Linked DNA regions of Rattus norvegicus: region 1 is linked to region 2. A link is a contact called in public Hi-C data. All regions are on one chromosome and are shown on one strand. Each heading gives the region's core, a stretch centred on a gene start, on an enhancer-like site or on the middle of the called end of the contact. The rest is flanking DNA. Distances are from core to core; before and after follow the strand shown.

Region 1 (3,646 bases), core at 120-2,619, 180 kb before region 2:
TTAGATATTACAGCTAGATTATATTTTCACCCAATTCCTCCCAGAAAACTGTTTTCAATGAGCAGTAAAGAGCTCATGCTGAGCAATGGAAGAGAACACACACACACACACACACACAGAGAGAGAGAGAGAGAGAGAGAGAGAGAGAGAGAGAATTTTTTAAGTAAAAGTATTCATCTCCCAGAGGCCTAGAGAAGAATCAAATAGTTCTGCCAAAAACAAACAAACCAATTAATTAATTAATTCAATGATATGGTTCCTAGTAATATTCTGCTTTGTTCATAGACTGGTGCCTAATTCAGTGGTCATCAGAGTGGCTGCCTCTGGCAGCTGATGGGAGATGTAGAGGCCCACTGACAAAACATTAAGTGGAGAAAGAGCCTAGGTTAGAGACCTCCATTAGTTCCCTCCCCTTGGAGTTCCAGAAACCCCGCAGAAGATGGGGAGGAAGAATTGTGGGAGCCACGGGGGATCAAACACCAGAGAGCACAGCCTGTAGAATCAGCTAAGCAGGGCTCATGGGGCCTCACAGAGACTGAAGGGGCAATCGTGGAACCTTCAAGGTTCTGCGCTAGGGTCTCTGCAAATATGTTATAGTTTGTTGGTTTGATGTTTTAGAAGGGATTCCTGACAGTGAGAGATGGGGTGTCTCTGACTCTTTCTGGACCCTTTCCTCCTAGTGAGTTTCCTTGATCACAATTGAAGTGAAGGTTTGTGCCTGGTCTTATTCTATCTTTTTGTGCTTTGTTTGGTTGATGTCCCTGGGAAGCTTGCTCTTTCCTAGGGGAAGTAGGGGAAGAAAGGGGAGGAGGAGCTGGGAGGAGAAGCTATGGTCAGGGTGTATTGCATATTAGAAGAATACATTTTTCAAAAATGTCAAGTATTTGTCCATTACTTTAGCTTTTAGTGCTCACTTTTTATTAATGTCAATAAAAGAATGTAATACCTGAAGCTTTCCTGGACATAATCGATCTCACTAGCACTAATGAAAACTAGGTTTAAACTAACGTCGTCAGGAAGCCAGGCAAGACTACAACTCCTCAGGCTAGAGGCCACATTCCACCATGGCCCCACCCCTCAGGCGCAGTTCGCCTCAGATACTCACTTTCCCAGCATGCTCCGCCTGGCAGGCGACTCAGCCGAGAACGCCCCAGGTCGTTGAGGCAGTGCAGGAGAAACCCGGCAGGGGGCGCCGAGATCCCTAGCTCGCTACTTAGCACCCGCAGACCTTGAGGCCCGCCCAGCTCGCCGCTCCAGAAACGTCAACACGTCGGGCCACCCACCCTCAGACTGCCAGCTAGGCAGGCTCTGATGCGCATGCGCAAGCACCCCTGCCACGCGCCGAGCTACTGCGCATGCGTCCTCTGGAAAGTGACTCCGCCCTGCACCCCCGCAACACACACCGTGCTTAGTTTCCTTTTCCGGGCCCCGGAGAGGTGGGGCCAAGGTGGGAGCATGAGGTTGTCTTTAGCTGCCGCTATCTCCCACGGCCGCGTCTACCGCCGCCTGGGCCTCGGTCCCGAGTCCCGGATCCACCTTCTACGGAACTTGCTCACAGGCCTAGTTCGCCACGAACGCATCGAGGCGACATGGGCACGCGTGGACGAGATGAGGGGCTACGCGGAGAAGGTAAGAGCCAAGTCATTCATGGCTGGGCCCAGCCTCAGACCACTGCGCTTGTCCTGTGTCGGGAGTAGGTAGCGAATTCCCTGTGGCACTCAGCTGAGCACGTCACTCCCGCGCTTTAAATGGAAGGCTGGTTGGGCTGAGGAGGAAGGAGCGCCCTGAATTAGCTTAGCTGGTGGGATGACTGGATGAAGGTGAGACATTAGAAGAGTAAGGTGGGTGCCTTACTCTTGCTCGTGTTGTATCCGTGTGTTTTGTCCTCACAGCTCATCGACTATGGAAAGCTGGGAGACACCAACGAACGAGCCATGCGTATGGCTGACTTCTGGCTCACTGTGAGTGCTTCCTGCCTTCTAGTGGGGAAGGAATCCTTAGAAAACCGGGTACTTGGCAGATTTAAGCCAGGGCATTCGCTTATGTACCAGAGTTACGAACTACCTTAGACACGTGTTTCTCTTATTTGAACTGGAAGAGATGCACATCTGTATAACTTCCTATAAGTGGTTCTATGTAACTTGGTAACTGATTGGTGGTGGGGAAAGCCGTTGTGACTATTTTCTTCTGATTAACTCTCCCCATCTAGGAGAAGGACTTGATCCCAAAGCTGTTTAAAGTGCTAGCGCCTCGGTTCCAAGGTCAGAATGGCAACTACACAAGAATGCTACAGATCCCGAATCGAAAGGAACAAGATCGGGCCAAGATGGCAGTGATAGAATATAAGGGGAACTGCCTCCCTCCCCTGCCTCTGCCTCACAGAGATAGCAACCTTACTCTCCTAAACCAGCTACTCCTGGGACTGCAGCAGGACCTGCACCATAACCAGAAAGCAAGCCTCCACAGCTCCCATACAGTTCAAACACCAAAGACTTAACTGGAGCTGGAGAGTGCATAGGTGTGGTACCTGTGTTGGTGGGTCTTGGAGCTCTTGTAGTGTGTGAGACCTTGAAGTGGCATTGTGGAGCCCCCTCATAATGAGGCCCAGACCTCCCTGCTGACTAGAATTGATCCTCTTTGCACAGTAGATAAAATCCTTGATATGAATATAAGACACTGACTTTCTTTTCCTTCCCTAGGATTTCTGGAACATAAGGAACATGCAGATGCTCAGCCTCCTACGACAGTAAATCCACTGCTTTACCTTTCTGAGTCTTAGGTCCAGTTTTGCTTTGCTTTTTGGTGGGGAGAGGGTCTTGCTGTGTAATCCAGGTTGCATCTACCATGCAGCAGTCCTCCTGTCCCTTTTGCCCAAGTGCTGGGCTTGAAGGTGTTCACCACCACACAGTGCCAGTTTGCTTATGTTTTGTTTATATTTTTCTGAGACAGAGTTTCTTTGGCTGTCCTGGAACTCTCTTTGTAGACCATGCTGGACTTGAACTAAGAAATCCACATGCATTTGCCTCCTGAGTACTGGGATTAAAGGCATGGGACACCACTTCCTGGCTCAGTTTGCTTATTTTAACACTTATTTATATGGGCCCTGTATTGATTGATTCCAAATTATCTTCCTATGGTGCTTGTGGTCCAGCCTAGAGACTCACCATAGGGATTTCTTTTTTGTTTGTTTTTTATAAGTTACACATGAGAATCTATTTACCAATCCTATGAGAATGGGTTTCATCTTGGCATTTTCATATATGTCTCTCTACCAGTTGTCTTTTGATCATGTTCACCAACACACACACGCACCCCATTGTCCTGTCTATTTCATTTAGCCCCCCCTTCCACTTCATGTCTTTTTGTGAGTGTGATTGTATCCTGGTGAGTTTCATTAGTCCTACTTACAGGAGCGTGTGTGTCTTATCAATGGCTATATCCTCCCTTAGCAACAGTTAACTATCGATCCAGAAGGGAGGGTGTGGCCATCTGCCCTTCTAACCCCCTGACAAGATTTTGACAGGTTACTGTGAGAGCAAGCATTCAGTCCCAAGAGATTGCTTCCTGATAACTAGCTGTGTGAACCTCTGTACAGGAATCTTCAAATAACGAAGTACTCCTAAACATGAGAATTGTTTCTAGGCAA
Region 2 (3,741 bases), core at 287-2,786:
GGGAATAATGAAACAAGAATAGAGAAGCTGGCAACAGGGTAGTTAGAGTACTGGAAGGTAGAGAACTGAAACTAGGGGACTAGACAGGCAGTGAAACACTGAGGAAGCACCGGGTGGAGGGTCACAGATGGTATTTAACCATCTCTCCCTAATACCATCTCCCTTTCCCTCAGGTTTCTCTTGAGGTTTGACTAATGTTGTCTTCCTGACTGACTGAAGACAAGAAAGTCCTTCTTTGTTTAAAGTCTTTATTTCTAATTTCACAAAAGCAGGAAATACTAAGAGAGTAAATTGGGGAAATGGTCAACATTCCTAAATTCTTAGAGGCTTGTCTTTGTTCTGTTGTCACTGATCTCCTAGGAAGCAGTGACTAAAACCTAAGGGGGCACTGTTTTCTTCCTGCTTTTGTTGTTTGATATTACCTTCTTCCCCTAGATCTACAGCAATTCTTTTGTCTGACAGCTGAGAATAAAAACTAGTTAAGAGCCAATGTATATTCAGGTACTTGAGTTAGACCCTAGGACAGGCACAGAGAACTCTCCTTTTGGAACCAATTTCCCATTGTTATTACCAACCTTCAAACTGTAGCCATAATCCTTGCTTTTGCTGGGGTGCTGGGAATGCTAAATTTGTCCTTCTACATACAAGAAGGTAATACATCAACTGCCAAGGCTAAAGGCACTAGACAGGCAGTAGATGACAGAATAAAGGATGGTACCAATAAAGAAAAGTTCTTGCCAAGTAAATTAACCAGAATACAAAAACGGGTTTATTGGCTCCAAGAAAAGGAGCAAGAGCACCCAGCTTTCAAGCTCAGTCTCTCTGTACATATTTAGACAAGCCCAAGGTCCATAGAGGAGCCTATCCAAGCACCTTCTCTCCTGCGGTCAGGGACAGCTAGCTAGCTGCCTGATGGCGAGTCTCTGGGCTGTTCTGCAGGAACACCTGGCACGGCAGAGGCAGCCTCGTAGTCCGCCATGCGGCGCTGGACCAGGGCGGGCATGAGGTGCACGTAAGCGGCCATGAGGCGGTGGTTAGAATGGATGAGCTTCCCAGCACAGCTGTGCAGGCAGGCCTCCTGGAAGGAAGACAGATGGAAGTAGAAACTAAAAGGGGTCCTGTCAAGCCCTCCTCCATCCTTCCCGGTCCCCAGCCTAGGAATGAGGTCATGAAAGAGAGGGGAAGTGGGGGGAGGGGGTAAGTCACATCACGTTATTGTCAACTCTGGGACCCCCCACAGTCTCCACCTCCTCAGCGTCCAGAGCTCGGTGGTGCAGGCTGGGCACACAGCGCTGGAAGCACAGTTCTGTCATCCGATTGTAGACCAACAGAAAGTCTCGCAACTGAGAGAAAAAGGAACCAAGACTTCACCACCGCCGAGGCTTCCTGGGGCGCGCAGCCCGCCTCCCCCTCTGGGGGTTCTTGCGTGTACCCCTGGAAACAAACTGCGCGTCTAACCCAGAGAGCAACTTAGCTCTCACTCACGTTTCTCAGTTGCTGCTGCTGGTGCTCCATCACGCCCAGGGCGCATGGCGTACGCCACTTCCGTCCGGAGGGGGTGGCTCTCGGAGTCGCCCCGGAAGTAAACTCTCGGTACTCCCCCAAGAGCTTGAAGGCGTAGCTCCAGGCTCGCCCTGCCCACAACTGTAAACGTCACCTCCGCCCTTTTTCTCTGCGACGTGGCCGGCTTCTTCTGCCCAGAGAGCATGTCACTTCCGCCAAATCTCTGACCTGCTGCTAGGATCGCGACGGGAACTGGAACCCGAGGTCCCCGCGCGGTCCGGGCCTCGCGCCCTGAGGGGAAGAGCGGCCCGGCCCAGGTGAGAAGGACGTACTTGGACGAAGGGAAGTTGAACGCACGAACCTGTACTGAGGGCAACATGCCCTGAGCCCTTGGCAAGGATGAGGACACACCTGATGCCCAGGTGTATGGGGGTGGGGGGTGCCTCTCACATCTGGAAGGCTTCAACTGACTTTGGAAGGGATTGCCTGTGTCCTGGTGTCCTGACACCAGGAACATTCACTAACTGCTTCAACTAAGGCCTGGTGGGGAGGGCCTGAGGGAGTCAGGTGCATGAGATGGAGAAAGGAAGAGACCAGACCATCTGAAGGAAGAGGGGAAGGAACACCAAAGGATGTGAAAGATCAGGATCGCAGAGCATGCCTGAGTGGCAAGTGAACGTCTGAGCCTAGGAAAGAGTTTTGGTAAACATGCTTATGCAGGGTTAAGTTCCCAGAGAGCATAGACCTTCCCTCTGGTCCTCACTGCTGCAATTCCATTGCCTCGGTATCTCACACATAGTAGAAACTCACCAAATGTTTGTTGAATGACTGAATGCATGAATGGTTACTAAAGGCGAGGTTGGGGGTTACGAGAAGACACCAGAGGCTTTGGTATGCATGCATTTGTAGAAATAATGTACTCAGAAGAGAATGGATACACATACTCAAGGAAAGACGTGGTGGCTGATCCCAGGACACCCAAGCCCTAAGACAATCCCTGAAACCTCTGAGAACACAGGGGAGGCCTCCTTATTCTGGAGTGCTGGCTAGTTTCCAGAATTGTCTTGTTGGGCTTTACAGCGTGCTGGGGTGGAGACCTTGACTCCTGTCCCTTCCCTAGCCATGACGGACGGGATTCTAGGGAAGGCAGCCACAATGGAGATTCCCATCCACGGAAATGGCGAGGCTGGGCAGCTTCCTGAAGACGATGGGCTGGAGCAGGTGCTTCTGTTTGATTCTTCTAATTGTCTCATTATGCAGTCCTGACTTATAAACCTTTTACTTTCCCCCATCCCAATAGCCTTCAGTTAACTAAACTCCTTCCTAGTTTTCAAATCTTTATGGTTCTGTATAAACTTTATGTGCACTGCCTCCATCCCCAAATGTTTCATCTATCCCTGTGTTCCTGAGGTGCCCCCTCTTCTCTGACCTATAGGACCTCCAGCAGGTGATGGTGTCAGGACCCAACCTCAATGAAACTAGCATTGTGTCTGGTGGCTATGGGGGCTCTGGTGACGGACTCATCCCCACAGGTATGAGTGATAGAGACAGGCTTGAGGGGTGGGGATGGGGGCTGTTAAGGCAGCTTGCCGGCACATAGGACACATACAGTAAAGCTTGACTCGTGACTGAAGAGCTTCAGAACTGCTAGTGTGAAGTTCATAGCCTGTTCAGTCCCAGACCAGCTCCAGAGTTGCCCATCTGCTTCCCCCCTGCCACTTAGTCTCTAAGATAATCTCATTTGTCTTTTCCTCCCTGCCGCCACCACCTGAGCCAAGTTAAGACCTTGAGGTTATGAGCACTCAGGAGCTTAAGGCCAAGTTGGAGCTTTGTGAGGCTTCTCAGACTTTCATTTTAGACTGTTACACTGACTAGAATTCTACCTAGAAATATCAGCCAACTTCCTTGTTTTCTGTGCCCACCATCTTTGATCCTGCCAATCACACATATCACGATAGCTTCTATTCTTTCTTCTTGAGTACACTAACAACACTCTTACCCTATCCCAAGAATGCCAGATACATGCATTGAGTTGGTTTGGTGGTCAGGACACAAGTCCTTGTTCCCCCTAGTAAGCAGAAGAATGCAGTTGTCTGTCTAGATTTTCCTTCTTCAGCAAGGTCATTTCATGTGCTGGAAGGGAAGTGGGCCACAGAAGTGTCTGGTTATATCTAAGAGAAACTAGTGTCAGAGAACTTGGTCCTTTAGGGTCTGGCCGCCATCCGTCTCACAGCACCT

What was found. Hi-C and Micro-C count contacts between places; a contact is called where the count stands out from the background.
Region 1: a contact with region 2 is called in a Hi-C map of liver, with 4 times the contacts expected there. The contact joins the promoter of Mrpl17 here to the promoter of Timm10b in region 2. A contact is called at or near these places in 8 of 12 Hi-C or Micro-C datasets (Schwann cells, frontal cortex, kidney and 4 more) and 1 of 1 datasets of contacts at active chromatin or transcription factors (oligodendrocytes).

The regions. Positions count from the first base shown.
Region 1 is chr1:169,573,422-169,577,067 of GRCr8, reverse strand. It overlaps Mrpl17 (mitochondrial ribosomal protein L17), which reads left to right and starts at 1,369. Exons shown (of 4, transcript NM_001313842.1): 1 at 1,369-1,629; 2 at 1,893-1,961; 3 at 2,210-2,518; 4 at 2,700-3,058. The coding sequence starts at 1,456. The coding sequence ends at 2,497.
Region 2 is chr1:169,390,150-169,393,890 of GRCr8, reverse strand. It overlaps Timm10b (translocase of inner mitochondrial membrane 10B), which reads right to left and starts at 1,536. Exons shown (of 3, transcript NM_001389232.1): 1 at 1,486-1,536; 2 at 1,248-1,343; 3 at 235-1,078. The coding sequence starts at 1,515. The coding sequence ends at 902. Arfip2 (ADP-ribosylation factor interacting protein 2) reads left to right here and starts at 1,725. Exons shown (of 8, transcript NM_001004222.1): 1 at 1,725-1,820; 2 at 2,584-2,724; 3 at 2,939-3,035; 4 at 3,712-3,741. The coding sequence starts at 2,626.